Linked DNA regions of Mus musculus: region 1 is linked to region 2. A link is a contact called in public promoter capture Hi-C data. All regions are on one chromosome and are shown on one strand. The core of a region is the stretch at or near the end of the contact, and the rest is flanking DNA. Distances in the headings are between cores, read along the strand shown. Region 1 holds the start of Kcns1 (K+ voltage-gated channel, subfamily S, 1). Region 2 holds the start of Rims4 (regulating synaptic membrane exocytosis 4).

Region 1 (3,907 bases), core at 802-3,301, 250 kb before region 2:
GGACTTCTGATCTACAGAAATGATGAGATGACACGTTCATGAGGTTAGAAGCTGCTGAAGTTATGGTAATTTATAACACTGCAAACAACAACAAAATGAGTACAATACTTTTTGAAGACTTAATCCAAAAGTGAACACAGAAAATATCCCACTGTTAATTTCTTTATTGGTCTCATGCTAAAATTATATCTGGGATTTATTAGGCTAAATAAAATACATTATTTTTGAAATCTTATCTGTTTCCTTTTTCAAAAGATAGTTGTTTATGTGTATGGGTATTTTGTCTGCATGCTTATCTGCACACCAAAAGAGGGCATCAGCTCCCATGGGACTATAGTTATAGACTGTTGTAAGCTGTCATGTAGGTGCTGAAAATTGAACCTAGGTTCTCTGGAAGAGCAGCCAGTGCTCTTAATTGCTGAGCCATCTCCAGCCCTCTTTTTATATTTTTAATGCTGCTATTAGAAAAAAACAGTTGAGGGCTGGAGAGATGGCTCCGCAGTTAAGAGCACTGACTGTTCTTCCAGAGGCCCTGAGTTCAATTCCCAGCAACCACATGGTGGCTCACAACCATCTGTAATAGGATCCAATGCCCTCTTCTGGTGCATCTGAAGACAGCTACAGTGTACTCATATACATTAAATGAATAAATAAACAAATCTTTAAAAAAAAAAAACAAAAAACAGGGGGCTGGAGAGATGGCTCAGCAGCTAAGAGCACCAACTGCTCTTCTAAAGGTCCTGAGTTCAATTCCCAGCAACCACATGGTGGCTCACAACCATCCGCAACAAGATCTGATGCCCTCTTCTGAAGTGTCTGAAGATAGCCACAGTGTACTTACATATAATAAATAAATCTTAAAAAAAAAAAAGAATAGGCTGACCACAAAAAATGAAATTATTAAAAAGAAAAGAAAAAACAATTGAGATAATATCTCATGTAATCCAACCGATCTGGAACTCATTATTCAACCAAGGATTGCACTTCTAATTACCCCACCTTCGCCTCCTGACTGTTAGGATCCCCCGCACCTCCACCCCGGCTGCTGGAATTACAGCTATAAACCACAGTGCTTGCTTTACACAGTACTGAAGATCAACTCCAGGGCTTCACACCCAACAGGCAAGCACTCTGCCAACTGAGCCTCATTCCCAGTTCAGAATTTGTAAATGGCATACTGGGATCACATGCCTCTGTTGTTCAGTTGGTGTAAACTTCAGCCACGTGACCTAGAGGCTTCTCACGCCTTACACCTCCAGCCGAGGATTAAGAGGATTAAGATCGGGATCGGACCTGCCGGGCAGGTACATTCACGTGCTGAGTGAGATGGGACGGACCCTGAAGAAGTGCTCAATCAATATTGGTGATTATTGTTAAGAGTGAAGGAGCACTCACAGCAGCTGCCCAAAGAAATGCTGGAGGAGGATGGGGGTTCTCTAAGTTTTCAACATGGCTGTCAGGCCCCGCAGTCGAAGTAGAAGTAATCAGGACTGTCTAGGTAAGTTCTGAGCGTCCAGGACAAAAGGACAGGTTTCTGGCTTTACAACTCACTTGGAAGAAGAGTGTACCAGAGCCTACACTAGTACAGCCCTGGGACAGGCACAACCCAGGGCTCCAAGGAGATAAAGCACCCTCCCCCTCCTAACTCAGACCTCTTCTGAACAAGTACCTGGGTGGCACCTATAAAATCAAAAGCTTGTTGTCCCTGCCAAGTTTGTGTTAAACGTGTCTGGAGTGCGTCCCTTGAAACAGTGCCTGGCACATATTAATCACTAAATTAAGTAAACCCTGGTCGCTGCCATTCCTGGGACAGAGGTTAAAAAACGTTCTCCAAAGGTGTCCCCATTCCCTAACCGTCCCATCCTTCCAGGCTCTGACTTTGAAAGATGCTCCCAGCTGTTAGGCCCCCATCCATCCCAGGCAAGAATAGAAACCACCGCCTCCGGCCGCCCGCGGCCTCCCTCCCTCCCCCCGGCAGCGATCGATGCGGCCTCAGCCGCGGGGGACGGGAACACAGGAAAGGAGGGGGCCGCGGGGCCTCCGCAGTAGTGAGGCGCAGCGGGGCCTCGGGACAGAAAACAGTCCAGGGCGGCGACTTGAGGGACAAGCGCGCTGGAATCCCTGGAGACCAATACAGGTAAGGAGCCTCCCGCGGGGAGGGGCGTGGCTAGGAGCGTGGGATGCAGGGCGCGGGGGAGAGGGGTTGCCCTGCGGATTCCCTTTTAGGAGACCCCCAAAGAGGGACAGCATGACAGGGCTAGTCTTGCTTACACATTCTGTAAGATGGGATTTAGAAAACCTGGGTGGTGTTTGGATAAAACTGAGTGCTCCGTGTGTGAGGAGCTCAGGGAAGCAACCAAACGCGCAGAGGATGCTCACAAAAAGTATCAAGAGTGCTGAGCCGGTCCCCCGAGAGGCCCTCAGACAGTCTGCATGATCTTGAATAAGTCACCCAGCCTGACTGGCCGGGATTCTTAACAAGAAATGTTTGTTGAATTAATTACCCTAATTCATAGAGCAGGGAAGCGCGTGGCAGATGGGGAGTTGACCCAAACAGGGCTTCAAATGGATGATAGAAGTGTACTGTACTCAAAACTGTGTTTAGATGGCAAAGCCGATAGAGGATGCAAATGATGCGCCCGTTATGGTCCAGGGACTGCGCTACCGGAAACACCAGGCTTGTTTAATCCTCCTTCTCGCCAGTGCAGTCCAGACTGCAGAGGAGGGAAACAGCAGCTCGGAGAGGGTGATGGATCCGCTCAGGTCAACAGCTAGCAAGTGGCAAATTCAGAATCTGAAAAGGGATGGATAAGAGCTTGGTGTTCACTGAGCACCCACCAGGGACTTTGCACGTATTCTAACATCCAGTGTCATGCCCTCCATTCTAAGTAAGAGAGCTAATGCCCAGAGTCAAGAGACTGGCCTGGGTTAGCACAGGAGCCAAGCCAAGGACAGAATCCCAATCCACAGCATTAGTGAAGGGCATCGGGGCTGTGTGCCCTCCATCCCCATCCTCTGGGAGAAGGCATTGCTGACCCTTAATTACAGATTACACCCCTTCTCGGAGCAGGGGCAAGCCAGCAGCCCTAAGTTAAAGGAGAATCAGGGGTCAGTGGACAGTGGGAAAACTTTGCATTTCTGGAATATCCACAGAAGCTAGACAGTTTCCACGAACCATCTTAACCCCTGGCTATTTCTGGAATGTGTGCTATTGTCTGCATGTGTATTTGCAGAAAACCAAGATCTGGAGAGTAAACATTTTAGCCAAGGGTCAGGTCCATTAAGGATAAAGTTAAATTCCAGCTTGAGTGACTTGAATAGACAGTGACGTAGGCAGATAATTTAACAAAGTGACCTACACTTTCAAGTCTATATTCTGATCACTGCAGGGAAGGCTGATAGGAAATAATAGGAAGGCTACTAAGGTAACACAGAATCAAGGTTTAAGGTCAGGCAGGTCTGAAGGTGTATTATTACACAATATATCCCAGTAGCTCTCACACTTGGCGGTGTATTAGAATCACCCCTCAGGCTTCTTAAAACAGACCAGCCAGGCGCACCGGTGCATGTCTGGAATCTCAACACTCAGGAGACTGGGGTACCAGGATCAAACGTTTGATATCAGCCTCACTGAGCTGCATGTGAGATCCTGTCTCCAAAATAAATAGATAGATGGATATATAGATATAATAGATAGATATGATGGATGGATGGATAGACAGACAGACAGACAGACAGACAGACAGACATGAAAACCCAGAGTGCAGACTTCCGAATCATCAAAATCAAGACAGACTGAGACTCTGCATCCTGGGATGCAGGATTTCTGGAGTATCCTGCCATGAGGCTCCAAGTACAGGGAACACACCTGAGAATCTAAAGTCTCAACTGACTTTCTTAATAGTTG
Region 2 (3,790 bases), core at 575-3,074:
TTCTCATACTTCTATTGCTCTCAAGGTCAGAGTTGGCTTCCTGGAAAGGGGAAGAGGCTCGAGTAGCACCCCCTTTGTGTCAGGTACTCAGCGAGGGGACAGAATTGGTCCAAGGACCTAGTCTACCCTTACATAATTCCCTTTGACTGTGTGGAACTAGGGAAAGACATCACCGCCGTGATCAAGTTACAAGACGACATAAAGGATAAAGGAGGGGGTACCCTTTGGGGGACAACCCAGCAGGGAGTTAGAGAGAGGGGAGGATGAGAAAGGCCTGTCAGTCCTGTGGTAGCGTTGAAGATGGAGAGCCCATGTGTACGGGCCCAGGACCATTTGCAGATGTTGAGATGCCAGCACACACGGACTTCAGTCCTACATTTGCAAGGAACTGAATCTTGCTGGCACCTGAATCATCATGGAATCCGACTCTTCTCCAAAGCCGGCAGTGACAAGCCACCCCTCGCTAATACTTTGTAACATTCTAAGCAGAGAACCCAGCTCAGCTGCACAGACTTACAATCTAGACAGATTGCACACTAATAAAGGTCTGTTGCTTTTAAGCCTCTTGGTTGGCTATGAATGAACAGAAAATAAATACTCACAACCATCCAAAACAGAGGGTTCCTGCTGTCATCGCTCCGATGAAGAAGTAGGTTAGTGAGATGGAGGGGCTCCCTCTAGGTCCCTCGGAAAGGAGGGACTGAGCAGTCCTTTCCTGAGGCCATTTCAGAGGGCTGCTTCACGGGAGGGGGAGAGCAATTAGAAAGGATTGCTGCTTCTGCTGGTAGAGTGGACCTCTGGTCATTCAGGTTTGGAGGGCAGAGGAGGTTTGCAATTGAGTGTATCTCTTTATACCCAGGCTCTGATAATCTGTCCCTATGGGTGTGAATCGGGGGACCATGGGCATCAGGATGTGTCTGAGAGTGTGTGCCAGTGTAAGCCTGCAGCAATGTCTCAGGATCTTGAGTCTGAGGGTGTCTGTGCACCAGAATGAATCCATCCCTGTGAGTGACTCAGTCTGTACGGCTGTGTCTATAGGTATGAGTGTTCTGAGGGTGACTGTCCCAGTTTTGGGGACAGATCACTACAGGAGGAGGGGTGCTAATGTTCCCTCTCTGTGAGAGACTCCCAGGATATGTCTGCAAGCAAGTGTGGGTGCACGAAAAGGTGTGTGTCTGTCCAAACTTCTGTGGGGTTTGTGGGGTCTGAGGGTCTCCAATATGTGGGAGGACATGTCCTGCCCGCCTGTTGCTCCCTGTGACTCTGCAGGTCTCTGTGTACCCTCTGAAGTTGCCAGTGGGTATATCTGCTCCTATGTCAGAAAGAGTCACTGTGTGTCTATAGAGTGTCTGTCTGTTCAGGTATCCGTGAAGGTGTTTGTCCAGGTGTCCCTCTGTCCCCGAGTGTGAGGGAGTCCGAGATCTCTCTTGCCGAGCGAATACATCCTTGTGGGTGCTTGTGGGTGAATGCAGGTTTCTTGGATTTCTTGGACTGTGTCCCTCTGGGAGCCTCAGGGTATCTGGGTGAGGCCTGCATGAATCGGGGTTACTGGACACCTGCCTCTGGAGTGAGTCTGAGGACTCACAGTCACGGGTCAGAGCGGGCACCGGAGGTTCAGCCGCAGCAGCCGGGCGCAGACAGCCTTGCGGCGGGCTCGTGCACCTGCCCGGTTGGCAGCGGCGGCAGCGGTGGCGGCGCAGCCCGCACCCTCGCGGCTCCCAAGCCCCGCCCGCGGCGCCCCCTCCCCCGGGCCTCGGCGATTGGCTGCGGAGCTCGGCTGCGGCCCGCCCCGCGCGGCAAGCAGGCTGGGGACGCCGCGGGCCAGAGCGCGCTGCGCCGCCGCCGCCACCACCACCACCACCGCCACCACCGCCGCCACCGCCACTGCCTCCGCCACCGCCGCCGCCACCGCCGCGAGCACCTCGCGTCTCGGGCTCCACGCGCCGCCAGTGTCCGGCCCTCTGCGCCCGGCCACCAGCCCCGCCGCCTGCCCGCGGAGCCCCGGGCCGCCGCCACCACGCCGCGCGCCGTACTCCGCGTCAAGAATGGGGCGGCCAAGCTGCCCAAGCCGCCCGCCGCCGCCGCGGCCGAGGCTCCTGGCGCGGGCGCGGGCATGGAGCGCTCGCAGAGCCGCCTCAGCCTGTCCGCCTCCTTCGAGGCGCTCGCCATCTACTTCCCGTGCATGAACTCCTTCGATGATGAGGACGCAGGTGAGCGCGCTGCGGTCCACCCACCCCGGGGGGTTGTCTCCCGGTCCAGAAGCCAGGGACCCTCGGGGACCCGGAGCGCCCGAGAGAGGCGGCCACTGTCTCCGCTGCACTCTCGGTCCCACTCGGATAGATACCCAGGGGCCCCTCCCACTCCCTCAAGACCCCAGGAGTCTAGGAGGAGCTCTGGTCCTGTCCCCCCTCCTGCGCCCCAGGGACCCCTTGAGCATCTGCACTCGTCCTTCTTGCGCAAGTGGGCCCTTGGGTCGCCTGGACCCAAGTCTCCCTATTTATATGCACCTGCAGGATTCCCCCGCGACCCCCTCCCTGACTTGTTTCTCAACAGGATTTGCCACTACCCAAGTCTGGTATATGCCCCCTAGTCAGATTTCGGGTTTTAGGCCGCTTCACCCCTGGTCTTCCGACGTACCCCTGGTCGTTGGAAGCGGCGCATAGACCTGACCTCTCCGAGGTCTTTGTCTTAGCTGCATCCAGAGGCTCCCTGCCCAAGACCCCCTTGTTCAAAGGCCAAAGCCTTGAGTGTCCCGATTTGTTTCTCCATTCCCTTCCCCCACAGGCTGGGGCTCCAGACTCTTGTCAGATTCTGGGGAGCCGCACATAACTGGTCCGGGGTCTGCTGGTCTTTCCTCCCCAAGGAGGTGCAAGGCAGTGTAAGTGCTAACTACAGCAGTGCTACCCTTCAGTGTGTGCCCCTGACTTCAGGTGTTCTTGTCCCTGGAGTGGCCTTTCTGGGTGGGCTGAACCCAGCTGTGGACCTGCAACTCGAACCTGCTTCTAGGCCTGGACACACACACACACACACACACACACACACCACAAAAAAACTGGTAGCCACAGTCCAGGGGTAGAGAGGAAACCAGCTCGTGGATACTGGGACCAGGCAGAGGGTACAGAGAGCAGTGAGTTTGGTTTGGGGTAAAGAAGAAAATCCAACAACAGGTGGGGGTACCTAGAAGGTTTGGGTGAGAGTTCCCCCAAAGAGTGCCAAGATTGGGAGTTAGAGTCCGATTCCAGTCTTTATTCCCTCCGAATAAGCTGTGACCTTGGGCAAATCATGCCAACCTGAGCCTCAGTTTCTTCATCAGGAAGTGCAGATAACACTGCCTCTGATGCTGTGTGGTGGGAGGGTGGAATGAAATGGTTTTTGAACTGATAATTTGGGAATATTTGAAGTCAATGAAGAAGTGGCGGGCGGGAAAGAGGAGTGTGTGTGTGTGTGTGTGTGTGTGTGTGTGTGTTGTGTGTGTGTAGGAACAAGTGGGTTCAATACTGATTAAAATACAGATTAACTCTTAAGAGGAAAAAAAATCATGTATGCACTACCCCAAAATGTTACAGTTTAGGGAATTCAAGAGTTCAGGTTTCTACTCCCTGCCTGCTGGCATTTTCTGTCTTGGTTCTGTTATGGGATGGAGTGGTGGGTGATGGGCTGTCACTTACAGGAAGACAGATAGGAAGAAGAAAGTCCCCCAGAGCCAGGCGGTGAGGGAATGGTAACAGTCAGGGCCAGCACCTGACGGAATTTTTCTCCTGACCTGGAGGTAGGAGTTGGGAGTTAAGAT

What was found. Promoter capture Hi-C pulls out the DNA fragments that hold promoters and counts their contacts.
Region 1: a promoter capture Hi-C map of embryonic stem cells shows a contact between it and region 2. The contact joins the promoter of Kcns1 here to the promoter of Rims4 in region 2. A contact is called at or near these places in 3 of 39 promoter capture datasets (embryonic stem cells, hippocampal neurons and pre-B cells), 1 of 484 Hi-C or Micro-C datasets (differentiating embryonic stem cells) and 1 of 9 other capture datasets (pancreatic islet).

What each region holds. Positions count from the first base shown.
Region 1 is chr2:164,169,257-164,173,163 of GRCm38.p6, reverse strand. Kcns1 (K+ voltage-gated channel, subfamily S, 1) reads left to right here and starts at 2,051. Exons shown (of 4, transcript NM_008435.2): 1 at 2,051-2,137; 2 at 3,905-3,907. It overlaps LOC115486434 (a long non-coding RNA gene), which reads right to left. Exons shown (of 4, transcript XR_003954084.1): 2 at 2,505-2,794.
Region 2 is chr2:163,917,007-163,920,796 of GRCm38.p6, reverse strand. Rims4 (regulating synaptic membrane exocytosis 4) reads left to right here and starts at 1,824. Exons shown (of 6, transcript NM_183023.2): 1 at 1,824-2,210. The coding sequence starts at 2,114. It overlaps Gm35886 (a long non-coding RNA gene), which reads right to left and starts at 1,730. Exons shown (of 3, transcript XR_375201.3): 1 at 603-1,730.